Regions from separate parts of the Mus musculus genome. Here regions 1, 2 and 3 are each linked to region 4. A link is a contact called in public Hi-C, HiChIP or PLAC-seq and Micro-C data. All regions are on one chromosome and are shown on one strand. The core of a region is the stretch at or near the end of the contact, and the rest is flanking DNA. Distances in the headings are between cores, read along the strand shown. Region 1 overlaps Nrp2 (neuropilin 2). Region 2 holds the start of 4930487H11Rik (RIKEN cDNA 4930487H11 gene). Region 3 overlaps Nrp2 (neuropilin 2). Region 4 holds the start of 9530026F06Rik (RIKEN cDNA 9530026F06 gene).

Region 1 (4,210 bases), core at 1,577-4,076, 1.4 Mb before region 4:
CTCTACGGGGAAGGCTCAATTCTGGCTAAAATGTCTAAAGACAACATCAGCTGGGTAGAAACAAATTGCCTACCGTGGGGTGGAGGAAGCTTGGTTTCAGAGGAAAGGACTCTGCTGATCTCAGCAGCAGGACATAGTTGCCAGCAGACCCTACTTGTGTGCCCCCTTCCCCAAGAGGGAACATTCAGTGTTTGCCCACCCTTAGCCAAAGTCAGCTTGAGGGGAAAGGAAACACATGGAAGCCATCACGGAAGCATCAACCTGTGGCTTGGGAAAGTCAGTCTTCAGCCCTCGCCATGCCTTTCTCTCCACAATGTCTGCGTGTCTATTTTTCCATTCGAAAATAAAGAGTAATTCAATATACCATAATTCCCCTGTAATGTTTATACACATACAGTATCTCAGGAGCCAAATTCCACAAAAAAAAAGATCTTTGCCTAAAAAGAAGGGAGGGGCCATCAAAGAAACCTCAAATCAAACAAACCGCTGTAAACGGTAAAATTATATTAAAAATAAACTTCTGAAATTTTACAGCAGAACCCTTAAATTTTCCTTTGGATTGCCGTTTAGATAGACTCCCCATTCCCATTCCTCCCGACATGCTAACTCTGAATTTAAAGCTCTGCATTAGCTCCTTGTGCGTTTCATTTCCAGCTCTCTGTCTCAGACACCATCTTGGAAGATTCTTTACTTCTCATTATGAGACTAAAACAAGTTCATTAAAATGTCAAGATTTTGTATTCAACTAACCCTGACTAACAGTATCCCCTACCCACACAACACCCCAAAGCATGTGCATTAAGTTATCATTTTTCTTTCCCAAAACTTCAGCATTAATGTTTGGCTTTCCTCCCATTCTTCTTAGTGGCTATCCCTACTATCCAGGCAGTTTTCCATGTTGCCTCCCAGCTGTGAGCAAGCTCCGGGGTTTCAACAGCTATTTACATCTCTGCATCTCTTCTCAAGTCTCCTTGCCAATCTTCCCGCCTTTTGTTTAATGAACATTTAATAATGATCAATAATTTACTGTAAATCGAGGCTGTCAAACTTAAAAGTCCAGCCCAAAACACCAGGTGTAGTAAAAGCCGTGGTTTCTTAGCAATGCCCTAATATACGGGGAGATGAACAGTAGGATCGAAAGAGTAAGACCTTACATTTAGGATCTTTCAGTTACAGACTTTATCTAACTTGGGTGTGTTTAGAAGATAAAATGAGGGGGATACAGATTTTCCATGTGAAGAGATGATCCAAACACTAAGACCCCTTGGGGCTGTGAAGGACTGGCTGCAGAGCCTCACAGCCTGCCTCTGCCTGTGTGATCTCTGCAGATGTGATATAGTCAGGTAGAACCATGCCTGCTACGCTTACAGTATCTGAGTGTTTCTAGTAACCACTGCCTCAGGCCTCTGAGTATTGGTACCTCCCTGAATCCTTCTGCAAGTTCATAGGGACCTCCAACCAAGGGATCCGAAGTTCTTGCCTGGTCCGTACCCACGCCACCCAAGATGAAATATGATGTTCACTCCAATCCTTACCATCCTCAAAGCTGCAGTTTTCCCCACACTCGGTGGCATCCTCATCCATGGGATATGGGGTGGTAGTCTCTTCACTCTTCACGGTGGGTCCCAGCGTCTCCACTGTGGGCTTTGAGTCTGTGTGAAGGTAACCAGAGAAAAGATAATTGCTGCAGCAGGCTGCACTGCCACCCAGCAGGGGACAATGTGCCCCTCCCCCCCCCAAAAAAACCTGAAGTCTTCTCTCTAGACGTGGCCTTGTGAGGAGGACAGGGAAGATGCCCACAGAGCTGTAAATTCACCCTGTGAGCTGTTGGTGGAGCAAGGATCTCTTGGTTGGATAATAATCTAGAGCTCTGGCAGAAGCTTCAAGAGCCATGGACACGAACCCCACACTGCAGGCTCTAAGGGCAGCACAAAAGTAGCAACCATGGGGGGTTGGGTGATGTTGACCCCATAGTGAAGCTGAACTGCATTTGGGTATTTTGTTCAGAGGCCAGTGTGTCAGGGCACACAATCAAAATGAATGTAGCCCACCAAAGCCATTAGAAACATCTCCATGCACCACGAAGCTGGTTTCTGTTACGTGGGGAACGGGGCCCCAACAGCCTGCCGCTTCATGGCTGCTGGTGAGTCGTACTGGTCCTGCTTTCTCAAAACACACCCTTTCACTATGCCAGACAGGATTTATTTGGAATCAAAATGAACTCTCTAAAACAATCTGGTCCTTGGGGCCCACCTACGGATCAAATAATCAGAAGCACTTGTCACCAAAGCTGTATGTGTGACAGCAGCTTGGGAAGCCGAAGTCCAGGCTGTGTTGGTGTTTCATGGACAGGGACAGATGGGAACATAGAGATTTAAAGAGACTTTGGCTAGGTGAAAGTAGTTTGGCCTAAACCTTCTGGCCAAGGTCTGACAAGTTAAAACACCCACTGGATACAGCTACCGTTCTGACCACAGCCAAAAGAGCCAGGCATGGTGGAGATAGTGGTAGTGGGCAAAGGCACCACCAAGGCACCATGACTTGATTCAATTGACAAAGGTCCAGAGAGCAGAAAGCCTACTCTGGCTGGTTCTTCCAAAAGCCCCTCCCCCAGCAAGGGAAGCCTAGCATTCCTTGGGAAAACTTTCTATGCTGGTAGCTCATAAGCAGTGTTAATAATAAGGAACACACAATAAACCTAGCCTACGCTGTAGGCTGTCGGTTCCCACCTGGGCCAGGTAGGTGACTCACACATCCGTTCGTTCGTTCACTTGTTTAGTTGCTCCCTGGGTCACTCATTCACCAACTATTCGGGGAATGAATGAGGTTGTGAGTCAGGCCCTGGGTGGGGTGGGAAGGGTTCTGAAAAGCTTTGTCTTACAGAGTGGTGAGTGTCTCCTAGAGGTGTCCTTCAACAAGATGCCGGGGAGAGGTGAGGGCACCGTCCTTCTGTCTTTGTGCATGCTCCTTTGCACTGTTGCATACGATTAAGGTGCCTTTGTGGGGCACCTTTCAGGACACTATTTAGTAAAGCCAGGAGCTGAGGAAATGGGTAAATATGCTGAAAAGCTTTTTCACGGTCGACTTCCCACCTTTCTGCTATTAAACACTACGCACATAACCTTTCGTGTTTCCCATTGCCGTGTCTGCCTTTTGCTCAAAGTAAATAACAAATAACCTCGAAGCGTCCTAATTTGTGAGTTCAAATTTGTCACCGTGTCATCGAATCTCAAACTCAATTGTAAAGCAAACTATGGGCGGCAAGGCAAGAAGTAATCATTCGAAACCTAAACAAACTGGCTAACGGGTAAAGCAGGCCTGTTAAATTATTTAGCCAGACTGGTTCAGCCCAGCCCTTTCGTTTTTCTGTTATCCTTTTTGGGACAGGGAAAAAAAAAATAAGAAAGGAACCAAGGGTGAATTATCGACAGAGATGGCGATTTTAAAAACTAGAAGAATGTGTACCAAGGACCGGAAGTTTCAGGCAAAGCTGGGCAGTTGGTGGGAGCTGATGAAGTGAAACCCAGGGACATAGAGAGGGGCCGATCACATGACAAGTGGGCAGGGTGTGGGAGGCAAATTGAGGAAACAGGAGCCCGCCTCTGTGCCCACTGTTTGTACTGGGTGCTCCGAGGTAACCATTCACCAAACAGCAGTGGTCCTCCAAAATTAAAACCAGATGTCAGAGACTTCAAAGACTGGGAGGCTGGGCAGAGGGAAACACACCCCAGCTCTGATCTTCCAAGAGCAGGGCTGGCCTTTGAAATGGGAAACCTGTTGCTGTCACCGGGGCAGTTTGGGGCAGGTTGGGGTTGGAGGGACAATGAGGGAAGAGGACATCAGTAACTGTCCTGCTGGTCACCAAGCAAGGCCAGCCTGGGAGAGGCACGCACGGCACAGAAGGCAAAGGGGCCAGAGGGAAGTGTGACTTGGCTCTCAGCCCACTGGATGATCTTCCTGAGACTCAGTTTCCCAGTCTGTGAAACTAGGGCAGTAGGCTGAGTTCTGTGGTTTGTTTTTGAACCATGTATCACACTCATCAGTAGACTATGGAATCAATGAAATGGGTTATGATAGCTTATTAAATGTCTGAGCTATAATCCTGCAGGATGCGCACAGGTCGAGCACTGCCTGGGATCCCCTTCTTCCCTTACATCTGTATGTAACCTGCCTGCCAGTGATGGGCGACATCCTAAATCCTGCCCACCAT
Region 2 (4,563 bases), core at 12-2,511, 1.4 Mb before region 4:
CCCTCAGCAGTGCGAGCCCCGCTCTTGCTCTAGCTTAATGGTTAGGGTGGGCTCGACCGCCAGAGGGGCCCCGTTGGTGTAGTGGGAGGTTTTGTAGGTGATGGAGTGATCGGTCTTCTTGGCCGCATAGCGGAACCGGTGGTAGTGGAGCACCAGGGCCAGGACGACGGAGGCCAGCACCAGCACGGCGCCCCCGGCCGCCATAACGTAATACCAGTAGGCTGGGATGGGCTGCACGGGCACCGTGTCCACTGTGGGCTCGGTCCCTGGCGGGAGGGTGCCCCCTGGGGGAGAGACACAGAGAGTGTTGCTAGGCTGAGAGCATGCGGACTCATAAAAAAAAATCAATTAAAAAAATAAAGAAAAAAAATAAAGAAAAGAAAGAGAGAAACACACATGCTTTGGGTCATACAGCAGGGATCCAGGGACTCAGGCGGTACTCGGCCTTCATATATACCAAGCCGTTTATTATCTGCAATCTCTTCGCTGGTCCCTTTATGCATCAGGTACTTTAACCCACTGTACAGATGAGGAAACAGGCTCACAGAGGTTCAATCGACAATTGCTGCTCACCTGGTAGTAAATATGTCTCAACCAAGAGTCCTACCCTTACATAGCTTTCTTTATTATTTAATCAGAATTACTTTACCATGTGTCAAAGCATTATAATTTTTTCTCTCATCTCTCTCTTCCTTTCTCTCTCTCTCTCTCTCTCTCTCTCTCTCACACACACACACACACACACACACATACACACACACACACACACACACTTCCACGCACACACACCACATACACACAATGATACTGCAGTATCTGCTGGAATTCAGATTGGTGAATTCTTCAAGTGGGTGGAAAAGCCATATTTGGTGTGGCTGGCCAGAATTCTCAACAATGTATTAATTAGGCTGGCTAGACTTGAAGGTAAATTCCACTTTGGTTTGCCAAGGTTTCTGTGCCCATTGAAATCAGCTTGGTCTTGTCTAAACAGGTCAATTACTACTGTCAAGCAATGACTAACCCGTCTTCATTTTTTTTTTAAACTGGATGGAGGATTTTAAAAGCAGATTGGATAAGGAGTTGCAGGGGGAAAAAAAGATATGAGCACAAAGCAATAAAGGAGTGTGAGAGCGAGGGACACCGAGCGAGGGAGCCTCATTCTTAACCGTGGAAAAGAGCGGGGAGAAGCTGGGGGTGGGGAGATTTAGGAGGCAACCGAGTTTACTGGCCAGCCTCTGGTTGCCATGGAGACGCTGTAGTAGAGTTTCGCTCAGGGTAACTCAGGGGAAAGACTGAATTGACTCCCACTCCATGCAAAACAGTGCTACAACTTGATTCTCCCAAGGATTTACATCAGATGAGAATCTGGCCCAGAAAGGGACTAAGGCGGTTTTGAGCTTGCCAAAGGCAGACATGATCTTTACTTCTGAAAAAGCCGATGTATGCTTAACCTATGAGAAATGCTTCTCGAGCTGCGGGCACCATGGGCGGATGGCTAAAACGTGCTTCCCTTACTTACAGGGTGTGCCGGAAGAGGGACAGATGAGCTGCCTATTCACAGCATCTGTTTGTGGACCCACCTTTGCTCACCACGCAGGCAGGGCCCCCGGCTACCTTTCTTCTCTCCACCCCCACACCCCCACCAGACTTAGAGCTCCTGAAGCAGAGGAAGCCAAGACTCAGCCTCCACCGAGGAGGACATGCAGTGAAGGTGCCCTGTAAATGCCTTATGAAGCAACTGCTGACCCGAGGCCCACACCCCCAGTTCTCAATTTCTCCCGACCCCACAGCCTGGTCCCCAGATAGCTGAGTAGTATGTCAGATCTCATGTCTCCTCAGAAGTGAGAGAAAAATGAGAGAATGTTTCTTAGAAAATCTGATGAAGCCTGCCCATCTTGCTAGTTCTGAATTACTGCTTCCGTCAATTTGGGGATCCCCTTCCGTCAGGGTGCAGTTTCACCTTGTAGACCACCAAAAGTCCTCCAGTGTTGGAAGAGCTTTGACCAAGACGAGTTGCTTAGCATACGACTTGATAACCACATCTGTATCTTTAGGATGAAAAAGACCCCATTATCCTAGGACTCCTAAAAGCTGTTTCTACTACTACCTTATCCTTTTCCAAAGACCCCATTATCCTAGGACTCCTAAAAGCTGTTTCTACTACTACCTTATCCTTTTCCGTGTGACTATATGGTCTTTTCCTTTCCGCTAAAGTGTTTTCATCCTCTTTTGTTTGTTATCTTGAGAAAGGTTTTCACTTTTTAGCAGAGGCCAGCCTGTAATTCACCATGTAGCTAGCCTTAAACAATCCCCCTGCCTCAGCCTCCCAAGTGGTGGGACTACAAGCATGAGCCACCACACCCAGCTCTAATTTCCATCTTTTAATTTTTTCATTTATCTTCTCCTCCCCCCCTCTCCTCTCTCTCTCTCTCTCTCTCTCTCTCTCTCTCTCTCTCTCTCTCCTCTCCTCTCTCTCTCTCTCTCTCTCTCTCTCTCTCTCTCTCTCTCTCTCTCTCTTTCTGTCTCTCTCATTGGTACTCAAATTGAGAAATTTACATACAAAAAAAAGGAGAGAGAGAGAAAGAAAGGAAACAAAGTATTGAAAATGGTTCCTTGAAGTGATCAGGTTGCAAGTCAGCTAATGTCAAGTCCTGATTCAGGTCACCCAGAGTGTCTGCTGCTTGGCAATCACCTTGCTACTGGGTTTTCATGGAGCTCTCAACGATGCTGTGAAATGCCTAAGCGCACAGGTGGTTCTAGAGTTCACCAGAGCCATCTTTTTTCTCCCATAAAGTGTTCCCTGGTTGTGCCTCTGACTCAGGTTTGCTGCTTTATGAGGACCATCCTCTAATGAGGTTACAGCTCGCCCATCAGAGAAAAGGCAGGTGGCAAACTAGGCAACAGAGCCCACTCTAAAGTGCCTGACCACAAAGATAGGAGCAGTTACAGCCACTTCTCTTGCCTCTGCCACCACCTGGCCTCAGTACAAAAGTTTCCAGCTCCAAGTGCTGGAGCTGGGGAGGGTGTTGCCCTGAAAGTGTTTCTGATGGTAGACATAACCTGGGTACACAGTTGGAAAATGCTCTGTCCTTTTGTAAGATGACAAATCATGATATAGGATTAGTATTCAGAATCAGATATGTGAGCCATCCTCTCCTCACCTCAGAGCTGTCCTGTGCCATGGAAGATAGATTCCACCGTATGCTGAAGATTCCCCCTTCCTACCAAAGAACAGACGTGGGCTGGACCTAGGCCTCCCTGCATATATGTAGCAGATGTGCAGCTTGGTCTTTGTGTGTCCTAAACAACTGGAGCAAGGGGATGTCCAAAAAGCTGTTGCTTGCCTGTGGGGTATGGTCTTTTAGCTGGGTGGCCTTGTCTGGCCTCAGTGGGAGAGAATGTGCCTGGCCCCACAGAGACTTGATGTGCCAGGGTGGGAGTACTCATGGAAACCCCACCTGCTCAGATGAGGAGAGAGGGGATGGGAGGAAGGATTGTGGGAGGGGCTGACTGGGAGGAGGCAGAGAGCATAATGTAAAGTGAATAAGAAAAAAAAAAAAAGAGACTCCTCTTTCCCACCAAAGCCCTCTTACCTAAAATTATCAACATGTACACCATGTGATAATTTGAATGACAAGAGATAATTTGTTTTGACCTCTTAAACATTTTCCTTGGATATGTGTTCCGGAAAAATGAGAAAACATACCATATAAATTTTGCTTTCAACAATGGAGTTAGAAAAGAGAGGCTATGACCAACAGTACCTTCCTTGTGTCCCAACAAGGAGTTTAGTGAAAGCTTGTAGGCATCAGAAGGTTCTCAGAACATTCCCCAGCTAGAGACGTGATTCTAACAGTCAGTGACTTGGAATCTGGAGCTGCCACAGCCTTGAAAGGTTCTGTGCTCATTAGGCTGTGGTTTGCCAGTTACAGAAAAGGAAGGTAATAAATCAAGCAGAGTTAAATCTCTACTCAAAACATCTTTCCAGCAACGGTAGAAATCCAATAAATGCCAGATGGATGGATGAGTAGACAGATGGATAGATGGGCAGATGGACAGACTGACAGAGAGACATAGATAGAGTGGTATGGGAATGCCAATGTTCAGACTCCCAGGGAAATGCTGATTTCCCACTAGACCTCACAGAAAAGCTCTCAGAAGGTACTAGAAGTGCTTCCCACTCACAGTGCCCCATGGGAAAGCAGAAAAAGATGCTTGGGCCCACAGGGAACTGGGTTTCAGTCTTATCCACCCCACGACTCCTATGGTGTGACCAGCCTATATCTTCATAAATAAAGAGTCCTGGGCTAGCTACACCAATCTGTGAGCAAACATTGTAGATGAGACATCAGCCTTGCCCAGAGCGTCAGTGCCTGTCCCAACATTCACTTGTCTTATACCACTCGCTCACAAATCTTTTCTTTCTTTCTTTTCAGTTGGAAACAAAATGTTTTCAATTCCTCAACCATTTTTTATTAATTTCCACCCCCCCAATTCTCCACAAAGTTTTCTCATTGTTTGAGATAATGAGAAACAGATACTTAAATAGTCAATAACTCCAAG
Region 3 (4,461 bases), core at 199-2,698, 1.3 Mb before region 4:
AAATAGTCTCGAGTTTCCCATGACAGAGGCATTTAACGAGCTTGCTAACTTACTGTGGTAACACAAACTAGACACAGCAAAGTACTTGTTATCATGGTTTGGGGGACTTAAGATGTTTAAAAGCTCAACAAAAATTCAAATGTAGACTGAGGAGATGGCTCTGCGGCGAGCCCAGTTCACAGCACAGCCATTCAAAAGCTCACAACTGCTTGTTAGCTGTGGCTTCAGGGGAATCTGGCGCCCTCTTCTGGGCTTTGCCGGTACTGCATTCAAGTGCATCCATCCTCAAGAGCCAATCAGATCCAAAGAGGACATTGATCGGCCTTCATCGTGCACGAAGGAGTGAAGTCTAGAATTACCATCCTAAATCATCAAGAACAAAAAATGACTCTCCTCAACGTTTGTTGGTTTTGTTTAAGAAAACATGGAAGTGAGGCTTTAAAATGTTCAGGACTTCCACGGAGGGACTCTGCCCGGAGAGATTGTTCCTCAATGGGCTTCACTTTGACAGGAATGAGGTAGTTTTGTTCTGAATCTACGTAGACTTACTTGTGAGGTGGCCTAAGAAATGTATGTTCACAACTTCCTAGTTTTCAAATTTCCCCAAGATATTTTCAAGATACCTATCTGCTACATACTTGTTCTTTCTAGGAACTAGGTCTTGATTTTAGTTACCTTTGATTGGACCTCTACAATGGGTGTGTGTGTGTGTGTGTGTGTGTGTGTGTGTGTGTGTAAGCACATGCACACCAAGCCTGCTTGAAGACTGGTGAGTAAGTTGTATAGGACAGCATGTTGGTGAATGTTTTTAAGAGTTCATACAGTTCACAGTTTAGAAGTGGAAAAATACCCAGTCTTGTGTGTATGTTTCTAAAACCATAACGCTGAACCCTCTGGCTGATGACTCAAGCGAATGGCTTCTCTCTGTCTGCCAAGGCAGCAGCCTCCTGGTATCTTCTGCTCCCAGGGGGATGAAGTGACTTCTTTCTGTTTGCCCAGACAGCCCTGAGTCCTGTCTTTCTGTCCCTTGACACAGGTAGCTGTCAATGCCACAACGGCCTTTGCTTCTGCCTGTAGCTGCTCCCCAGTCCCCAGGACAGCATGCTGGTGCTTAGGGGTTGGTTCCCTGTGGATAGCCCAAGGGAGGAGGCAGGCAAAGCTAAGAGAAAGGGTGGCTTCGGATTGCACTGGCACAGAACGGCTGACGCTTGTGAGTGAAATTTTCCAAGCAGACAGCAAGATTCAGTGGAACAAAATGAACAAGCGGTGGTCAGGAAAAGATCTGTCTGGGGGTTGCCTTGACCTTCTGGAATGGAGACTTTAAGGTACAGAGAGGAAAAGGCTTAGGTACCACAGACCAGAATAATCTTCCCTATAAGGGCCCTGGTCTTAGGTCAGAGGGCCATTTTTTTTGTAGTTCATTTCATGCAGAGAAAGCAGAAGAGACAACTCGGGCAGGCATGTAGGCTGTACCCTTTCATTTCCTCTTTCTTCTCCAAGCTATTGCTCACTCAGAGATGGGCAGCAGAGGCAATTTTCTGTTGGGAGAGGTACCTGCTTCATAAACTTTGAGGTAAAACAATTGAGCATGTCCCCAAAATGCGAAGAAAGAGGGGACGGATTTCCTTTGATAGCAAATGCTATTTAAAAAAAAATGCAGCGTGGAAAAGAAGGAGTCAAAAAGAGTGTAAGAACAAGAAAAACCTTCCAGGATTTAATGAGATGAAGTGTTCCTTTCTCAAGAAAGTAAATCGGGCAAGCCCCTTGTTCTGCATGCAAATGAGGGCAAGTGGGACCAGATACGGCCTTCTAAATATAAAAATTAATGAGAGAGACAGAGGATGGGGTGTGGGGGAGCGGTGGCGGGGTGGGTGAGGACCGAGAGCGAGGGTAAGTGGGCCTAGAGGAGCCTTGCAGACAATTTGACACTAGGGGGAAATAGATTCCAGAAAGATTTTCTTTCTGACCTCTGTGACCTTTTAGGCTGCAGCCAGCAGCAAGGATGAGGCATGTGGAGAAAAACAGGAAGCTAGTTAGGAAGGCCTGAGAAGCCGGGAAGAGAGCCTGTAACTTGCCTGTTTCCTCTCTTCAGACTCCAGCAAAGGTGAGGTATGAGTCCTTCTGCTCCACACCAAGTTCTGCAGCCCTGTGGGTTGGATCCCGGGGCTGCAGAGTGCGTCCCTAGCCTTTTACTCTACACAATATATCTGGGGCTTTGCTCATTGCTGTCTGAATCCAACCTTCTAAAAAGCAAGGCCCCTTTCCCCTGTCATAGTGAATATCCATAAAATGGCCTCTTAGCAATTTCCCCTCGAGATTGCACTGGGATCAGCAGAACCGAATTTGGCCCTCTGTCCGGAGAGGTGCTTAGTCAAGTTCCTCTGAGCCCGCTCTCAAGCACTCTGTGCATTATGTCTCAGTTGATGCCAAAGACGCTGGGACCCAAAAGTCCTTTTACAGAGCTGCTCAAACCCAAATTCTTTGTCAGCTTTGCTGCTGGGGAAGTGGAATCCTGGGATGCTGAGTCAATGTGTCCAGTGTGTCTGTGTAAGACAGACAAAGGAGGAACTGATGTGCTATGTCATCCAGGCAGCCAAGACTGGTCCTGGAATTAGAAACCCCATCCTGTGACTCTTAGTCACATGTGGCATCCATCCGGGAAACTCTTTGGTTTTCAGCACAGACTACCTCCTGTTAGAAGGAAACCATTCTGTAGGTGCAAAGTGGTCCTGAGAGTATAATAAGGACAGCAGCTTGCCAGGCCTCGGGGTCTAGTACTAGTTACAGAGGAGCCTTGAGTCCGTCAGAGGAAGCACTGGCCTGGACTGAAGCCTGCTCTACATTAGGGGCCAGGAGTGTCACCTGCTCTCTTATACCTGTCCCACCAGCTGTCTCCTTATTAATTATCCAGGACTCCCAACTCCTTGGTCACAGGAATGCTCGGAGTGTTTAGGTGTCGTGTGGATACTGAACAGTCACCAGAACGTATGGTACAAAGACCAAAACTGCCAGTGCCATAGTCTTTTATGAACACTTTCACTTTTGATTCATGAGGCAAGCACACAGGACAGAGGTCTAGAGACTACTCAGCCAGCCTGTTTTCCCGAGTGCGCACAGCATCTTACGAGCATTTCTCTGACTGTCTGCATCTCCAAGGTGGCTGAACAGATGTCCTGTTATAAGACCAGCTGAGGCCATCTTGAGTAACTGACTTAACCTCTCTGTGTTTTAGTGTCCTCTTGTCAAAATGAAGATCATGATGGCACCAGCTTCCCAGGGCTACAGCAAGAACTGAGTGGCTTAATTGTAAAGCAATTAGAACTGTTTGTAGAAGGAATCTATACCTGCATCTTTGAGAGTAACCTGTGCAGCATGGACATCAAGAATCAATTGGAGTCTTAACCCATCCTTCACCAACTCTGTATTTTTAACTCTGCAATGAGCAGCGCCTTTGGAAAGCAATAAGCCAATCCCTATTGCTGGATATATTTGAGGACCCAGCTACCATTTTATTAGGGAAGCTTGTAGGGTTCCTGATAAGGCAGCAATCAAAATGGGGGAGCCCTCCAAAGGAAGCTAAGTCACAGATACAAGAAGCGGGGTTTGTAGTCTGCTTCTTGCCCCAATGGAAACTCTTTCCACTGCCAACTTCTACAGACAGGGTACCACTGTTTTCTGTACCTCATTCCAAAAGATTCTTTACAATACCACAGAATCAAATCCACCCTACCTCTCCTAGAAGCTAATGCCATGTTTAAGTGGCCCTCTGTGGCTAGGGCCCACAACTGCCCTTCAGTGAGAGAAAGGACAGAATATCAGAGCAGTGGCCCTGTGTGTGCGTCCCCAGTCAGCAGGGCTGTGCTTACTTGCAGTCGTGTTTCTCGATTTCAAAGTGAGGGTTGAAGTTGAGAACAATCTTCTGGTTGGGTTCGGGGGCGTAGACAATCCACTCACAGTTCTGGTGGGAGGGATAGTCCTGGGGGTAGCCTGGGGAAGTGATGTAGCCAGCATCTTTGGAATTCAGCCGACCTCCGCAGGGTGGATCTGGAAGTGAGAACACCACCAAAGAACTTCAGAGATAGCCTTCCCTCTACAACTCCTCCCTCCCAGTAGCTGATTACAACTGTTTGAGAACCTTTTATGGCAACCCAGGAGACTATTTCAACTCTCCTCTCCTCCTACTCCCCCTCCCAAGACAGAGACATCCACACAAACACGCACACACACACACATAGAAACACAGACACACACACACATAGGCACACACAGAATCACAAACATAGACACACACAGGCACATAGATACAGATACACACACACACTCCAGAAAATGATCATAAATGGTTCCATTCTATGGCTAGAGATTATGAAAACAAGAGTGCACACTTAAGACTCCTCCCTGCCTTTTCCTGTCTCCCTTTCTTGGCCCATCTTCCTCTCTTCCTTCAAGCCTCCCATCTCT
Region 4 (4,646 bases), core at 887-3,386:
CCATGGGCAGTGGCTCCAGCGGTTGACATCACTCTCCTGCCAATCCAGAGGAGATGGCCCAGGAACTGCAGAGAGGTGAAGACCCAAAAAGACATCTAGCAGAAGGTCAGGCCTTAGGGGACCAGGAGCATCTTGGGTTGGATTGTAAGACAGGATGCTGTCAAGCACCTTTCAACCATAGCTGCTGGCCTCCGCCACGGGGCCTGGGCCGGGCTGCTCTTATCTGCATTGTGCAGTGCTCTATGGCGTGCCTTGCACCCGGGGTTTGTTAAAATAACTATGATGATGGTAAATACAGATTAAAATAAAGTGTGGAGAAGCCGAGCCTATTAACTCACCTTGAGGTCTCAGGCCTGGTGGAGAATCCAGGCAGAACAAATGGCGCCACGATGCTCCAAGCCAAAAGCCCCCAGTGGGAAGACTGTGGGATCAGCATGAGCGGAGGAATTAACCACGCACTCCCTTTAATGTTCATCAGAACCGAACGCTGCCAATTTACAGCACTTCAGCACTTCGGGGCCTCTTAGAGTCTTTCCAATTATGCTAGTTGGGAGGTGACTGGCCCGTGGTCCCTGTGGTGAGATTGTGGAAGCAGAACTGAGCACCAGAGTCCTGGGGTTCCAATGTGCCAGTCCTAATGAAGCCGCATTGTTCAGCCCATTCTTCTGCCCACAACCCCTGCACCCGATTAGCATTTCCTCTGCTGGGTTTCCCCCGAACTCAAACTGGAGAGAAGGAATGGACCGTTCGCACAGCCAACTCCGGGAGCAGAGTGTGCGGAGCCTTATATTTCTAGTTAAAAAGCAATAAATCTTAAGTCAGGTAATGAATTCCATTCTGAGTAATTTCATTATGGATGTCTATTCAGAGGTTCTACAACACAGGCAGGGTGACTGGAAAACCTGCTCTAATGTGCTGGCTTTTTTCCTTGTGCCAAATTAATGGTGAAGGCCTTTGAAGGGATGCTTCATTTAGGCTTTCTTATTATCAAAAATATTCTACAAGCTGGAGCCGGGGCCTGAGTGCAGTTGTATTGCAGAGGGAGATCTTAATCTTGGATCGATGGCTGGCAGAAGTCCACTACTAAGGGAGCCCTGCGCTCTGCAATGCAGACTTCCACCCCAGGCCTGGCAGCTCTCTGTTGGGGTCTAGAAGGGAAGCATTCGGGAGGAAGGTCTGGGGAGTGATGCTAACAAGCAGACTTCCTCTGTGGGGTTTCTTTTAGTAAGTCCTGCAGGACCAAGATGATTTATATGCGTTTGGGTCCATGTCCTTCTCTCCGGCTCAAACTCTGTCTTCCACGTTTTCTTGCCATGATGTTATATTCCCACTCTAGAACCTTAAATTGTCCTCCCTGGGATTCAGTGTGCTTCCCTACCTTAACACACACGTTCCTCACCTGGTCTCTTGACCCGCGCTTCTGATTCAGTAGCTGCGAGGTGCCGGGTCCCAGACTCTGCTAATGTAATAAGTCCCAAGCTAGACCACACTTGGAGTTGGAAGGCCTGAGAATACACCAGTGCTCAAACTTGGACTTGCCTGAGAATCACCAAAGGGTCTGTTAAAACAGAGATTCTGAGCCTCACCCTGAGTTTCTGACTCTATGAGTCTGGGAACCCGACCAAGATTTGCATTTCCCATCAGTTCCCACCGATGCTAAAGCTGCCTCCCGGTCGGTCGAGGCTGCTCACTTGAGAACCGTGGCTCCCGAGTGATAGATCTCAGTGTTGCCTGCGCATACCTATCAACCAAATAAACATGAGAAGATAGACATAAATTCCTAGCTCCAGCCCAGCCCTAATGAAAACAGAATTCGGAGTTGGAGTCTCCTCTGCTGCGGCACTCATGATATGTTACGATGGAGAGAGAGCCGCATTGCTCTGAACCATGGCTGCAGCATAGCTTCTCTATGGACAGATGGGAAAACAGGTCTAGGCACTCTTCCTCTAGTGTGCATGGTACTGTCCTATCCCAGAACTTGGGTTAAACAGGTTCTTTTTATTCAGATTACCTCCTCTGTGCTCTGTCAACACCGCCTCTACCGCCATCTATTTCCTGGTTCATCTCACCCCGCACTGAGGTTTCCTGAGCAGCTGGGTGCTGTCCATTCTGAGCGTCCTCTAGACAGTGTTTCTTAATTCCAGGAGTGACTTGCATTCCGACCTCCCTTCCTCGCCCCTCCCTCCTTCAGTTCCCTGTCCTTTTGAACAACCCTTGCAAGACCCGTGTCTGCACTAGGCTTGCTGGTCATGCTTTGTGAGTTAGGTCTTGCTCATTCCGCAGGCACCCTTCAAAGCTTTGGGGTCCATTTCACCCCCTGTCAGCAAGTCCTGTTCTCATATCAATGGAATTGTTCTGTTTGTTACTCTGTGGTCCTGGACATGTGCCTTCTTCATCTCTCCTACTCACAGGCTGTCTGAGTGTAGGGATTAGATCATGCACATCTGTATCTGAGTGTAGGGATTAGATCATGCACATCTGTATACGCCTGCACCTTTCACCTCGACACAGGTGCTCACTTTTTAAAAATGAGGCCCATGGAAAACGCAGCAGCACTGCAGTCACCTGCAAACTGGCCTACGTTGCAGACTCTCAGTCTCCACCCACATCCATGAATCAGCATCTACATTTTAACAAGAGGTGTGAGAAGCTGTGCACTCTAGGGGAAAACGGCAAAATAGTTAAGAGAAATGGCTTCTGGTCTAGACCTTGAGGCTTGGGATGTTGGAGTGAGTATCAACACCATCTCTCCACATCTCCAGTGGGAATAAATACAACTAATAAAAGTCTCCTTATCCAGGAGCATTAGCGAAGAAAAGAAAATGTAAGTAAACCCCTCAGAACATTGAAGCACTCAATAATGCAACATCAGCTATCATTGCCCAATTAAAAGTGGTTAACTTTAATTGAATTCTAACTGCTACCTACAATAGACAAGAAAAATGAATCACGGCTCTGCATGGATTTCAGAAACATGAAATGTCAAAGGTAATAAATAAAAATATTAAAAGCCCTTTAGCAATCATTAAGGAGAATACCGAATAATTCCTGTATCAAGCCGTAAGCGCTCCGGTGCGGTGAAACCTTTAAAATAACCATCCCCCAGTTTTTTGCTGTGTCACTAGCTTTTCTTCTCCTGTGCAGTCTTTTCGGGCTGCTTTATTCTGCTCCACCTAAAGAATAACTTCATATAGTGAATTTTGTTTCTCAAGACTCTTGGATCTCCCTGTTGCCTTCAGGATTACCTGAGCGGCCATAAACCGCTGGGCTTGCTTGGCTGAAACCTGTGCACACACTGCCCCCTAGCGGGTCCTTTCTGTCATCACGCTGAAAGCCAAACCAAAAAAAAAAAATAAAAAAACAGACCAAAACAAAAAACCGAGAGCAATCCCTCGGCTTGCCCCTGGCTCAACATAAAAGCTCTGACTGCCTGCCCAGCTTTAAAACTAGCACCAAGCCACTGTGTGCATGAAGCAATAATAATTTGCAGTATTGTTGGAATTTACTAGAATCTGTGAGGCAGAATCTAATATCTAATACTTGGGTTTAATTCCCTCAAATGTTAGAAATGAAGATATTAACAGTGAGTCTAGAATGAAGATTAATTTGAACAGTACACATCCGTGTCTCACAGTGTGTCCAAAGCTTACTCTGCTAAGGGATGACTGGGTGACGTTATCAGCTGAGGGGATTTGTTCAACAAATGGAGTTTGAGAGGCTACTTTGTACTGAACAGAGTTTTCACACCCAAACCCCTGCTCTTAAGGGAGTGACATTCCAATTAATATCTGTGACCATCTATCATCATCTCTCAGATGTCCCTCAGGGCTTCCTGGGAGTTTCTTTTGGCTCCCAGGAGGTGTGAACTTGCCTTGGAGCAGAAACTAAGGGTATTTGTGTCTTGGTGACTCCCAATCCTCACCCTATGATATACCACTCCCTCATGCTCCACCCCTCATGCCCCCCACGCCCCGCCCTATTTTTCATGTCATCCAATGGGCTGCTTTGACTTTTTCTTCCTTTCTGTTTTGCTCCTTATCGAATCATTTTAAAGTTTAGTGGTTTTGTTGACTTTGTCTGTGTGTTCCTGGCCTCACTCTAAGCCTCCTTGGAGCATTACCAACTGTACACAAAGCCAATACCGAAAACTAACCCCAGCACGACCTCAGCCTTGCTTTGCTCTGTGTCACTTTGGGCTCCTGTCAGCACTCCCATAGGTACAGATCTAATTTCCCATCTCTTTGACTTAGATGAAAACCTCAGCTGCTCCGTGTGAGAAATAAACATTCAATAATATACAGGTTGCAATGTTGCTATACATATGTGCCAGGAAATATAATGTTTTGTCATTATATCTCTATCTGTCTGTCTGTCTGTCTGTCTGTCTGTCTGCGTGCGTGCGTGCGTGCGTGTGTGCGTGTGTGTGTGTGTGTGTGTGTGTGAGTGAGTGTGTGTGTGTGTAGGTGTGTTGCTGTCTGTCATGGGATCTTTGTCTTGGCTCTGGAGTAAAGAGAAAGCAATGCCTCTGTCCCCATGCTCATTCTGACTCCATCTGCTAGTCTCCTAAGCATCCTTCCTGCTACTTCTAATTTCCTTCTGTCACTCCTTTAGAAAGAACACCACCAAACCCCACTGTTCTTGGTCTC

Evidence for each region. Hi-C and Micro-C count contacts between places; a contact is called where the count stands out from the background. HiChIP or PLAC-seq counts read pairs in DNA pulled down with a chosen protein or histone mark.
Region 1: an H3K27ac HiChIP or PLAC-seq map of embryonic stem cells shows a contact between it and region 4, with 13 times the contacts expected there. The contact joins the enhancer-like site here to the promoter of 9530026F06Rik in region 4. A contact is called at or near these places in 4 of 484 Hi-C or Micro-C datasets (bone marrow-derived macrophages, liver, muscle stem cells and 1 more) and 4 of 115 datasets of contacts at active chromatin or transcription factors (embryonic stem cells, epiblast stem cells and kidney).
Region 2: a contact with region 4 is called in a Hi-C map of cortical neurons, with 2.9 times the contacts expected there. The contact joins the promoter of 4930487H11Rik here to the promoter of 9530026F06Rik in region 4. A contact is called at or near these places in 13 of 484 Hi-C or Micro-C datasets (the N1E-115 cell line, bone marrow-derived macrophages, cardiomyocytes and 8 more) and 1 of 115 datasets of contacts at active chromatin or transcription factors (kidney).
Region 3: a Micro-C map of the HL-1 cell line shows a contact between it and region 4, with 6 times the contacts expected there. The contact joins the enhancer-like site here to the promoter of 9530026F06Rik in region 4. A contact is called at or near these places in 6 of 484 Hi-C or Micro-C datasets (the HL-1 cell line, the MNK3 cell line, the N1E-115 cell line and 3 more), 6 of 115 datasets of contacts at active chromatin or transcription factors (acute myeloid leukemia, astrocytes, cardiomyocytes and 3 more) and 1 of 9 other capture datasets (embryonic stem cells).

Annotation. Positions count from the first base shown.
Region 1 is chr1:62,766,442-62,770,651 of GRCm38.p6, reverse strand. It overlaps Nrp2 (neuropilin 2), which reads right to left. Exons shown (of 17, transcript NM_001077404.1): 11 at 1,536-1,652. Among named protein-coding and RNA genes, the nearest start is that of 4930487H11Rik, 26 kb to the left of the region's middle. Within about 2 kb of position 2,826, at least 78 of the 459 cell types and tissues checked have an H3K27ac peak or open chromatin away from gene starts, as enhancers often do. A contact at or near this core is called in bone marrow-derived macrophages, embryonic stem cells and epiblast stem cells, where this site is marked.
Region 2 is chr1:62,791,430-62,795,992 of GRCm38.p6, reverse strand. It overlaps 4930487H11Rik (RIKEN cDNA 4930487H11 gene), which reads left to right and starts at 1,261. Exons shown (of 3, transcript NR_040601.1): 1 at 1,261-1,440; 2 at 1,522-1,597; 3 at 4,437-4,563. All of the region lies in intron 15 of Nrp2 (neuropilin 2), which reads right to left.
Region 3 is chr1:62,718,513-62,722,973 of GRCm38.p6, reverse strand. Nrp2 (neuropilin 2) reads right to left here. Exons shown (of 17, transcript NM_001077404.1): 2 at 3,867-4,044. Among named protein-coding and RNA genes, the nearest start is that of Gm29083, 2.6 kb to the right of the region's middle. Within about 2 kb of position 1,448, at least 94 of the 459 cell types and tissues checked have an H3K27ac peak or open chromatin away from gene starts, as enhancers often do. A contact at or near this core is called in the HL-1 cell line, the N1E-115 cell line, acute myeloid leukemia and 1 more, where this site is marked.
Region 4 is chr1:61,375,922-61,380,567 of GRCm38.p6, reverse strand. 9530026F06Rik (RIKEN cDNA 9530026F06 gene) reads right to left here and starts at 2,136. Exons shown (of 5, transcript NR_040483.1): 1 at 2,012-2,136; 2 at 1,400-1,558; 3 at 339-572.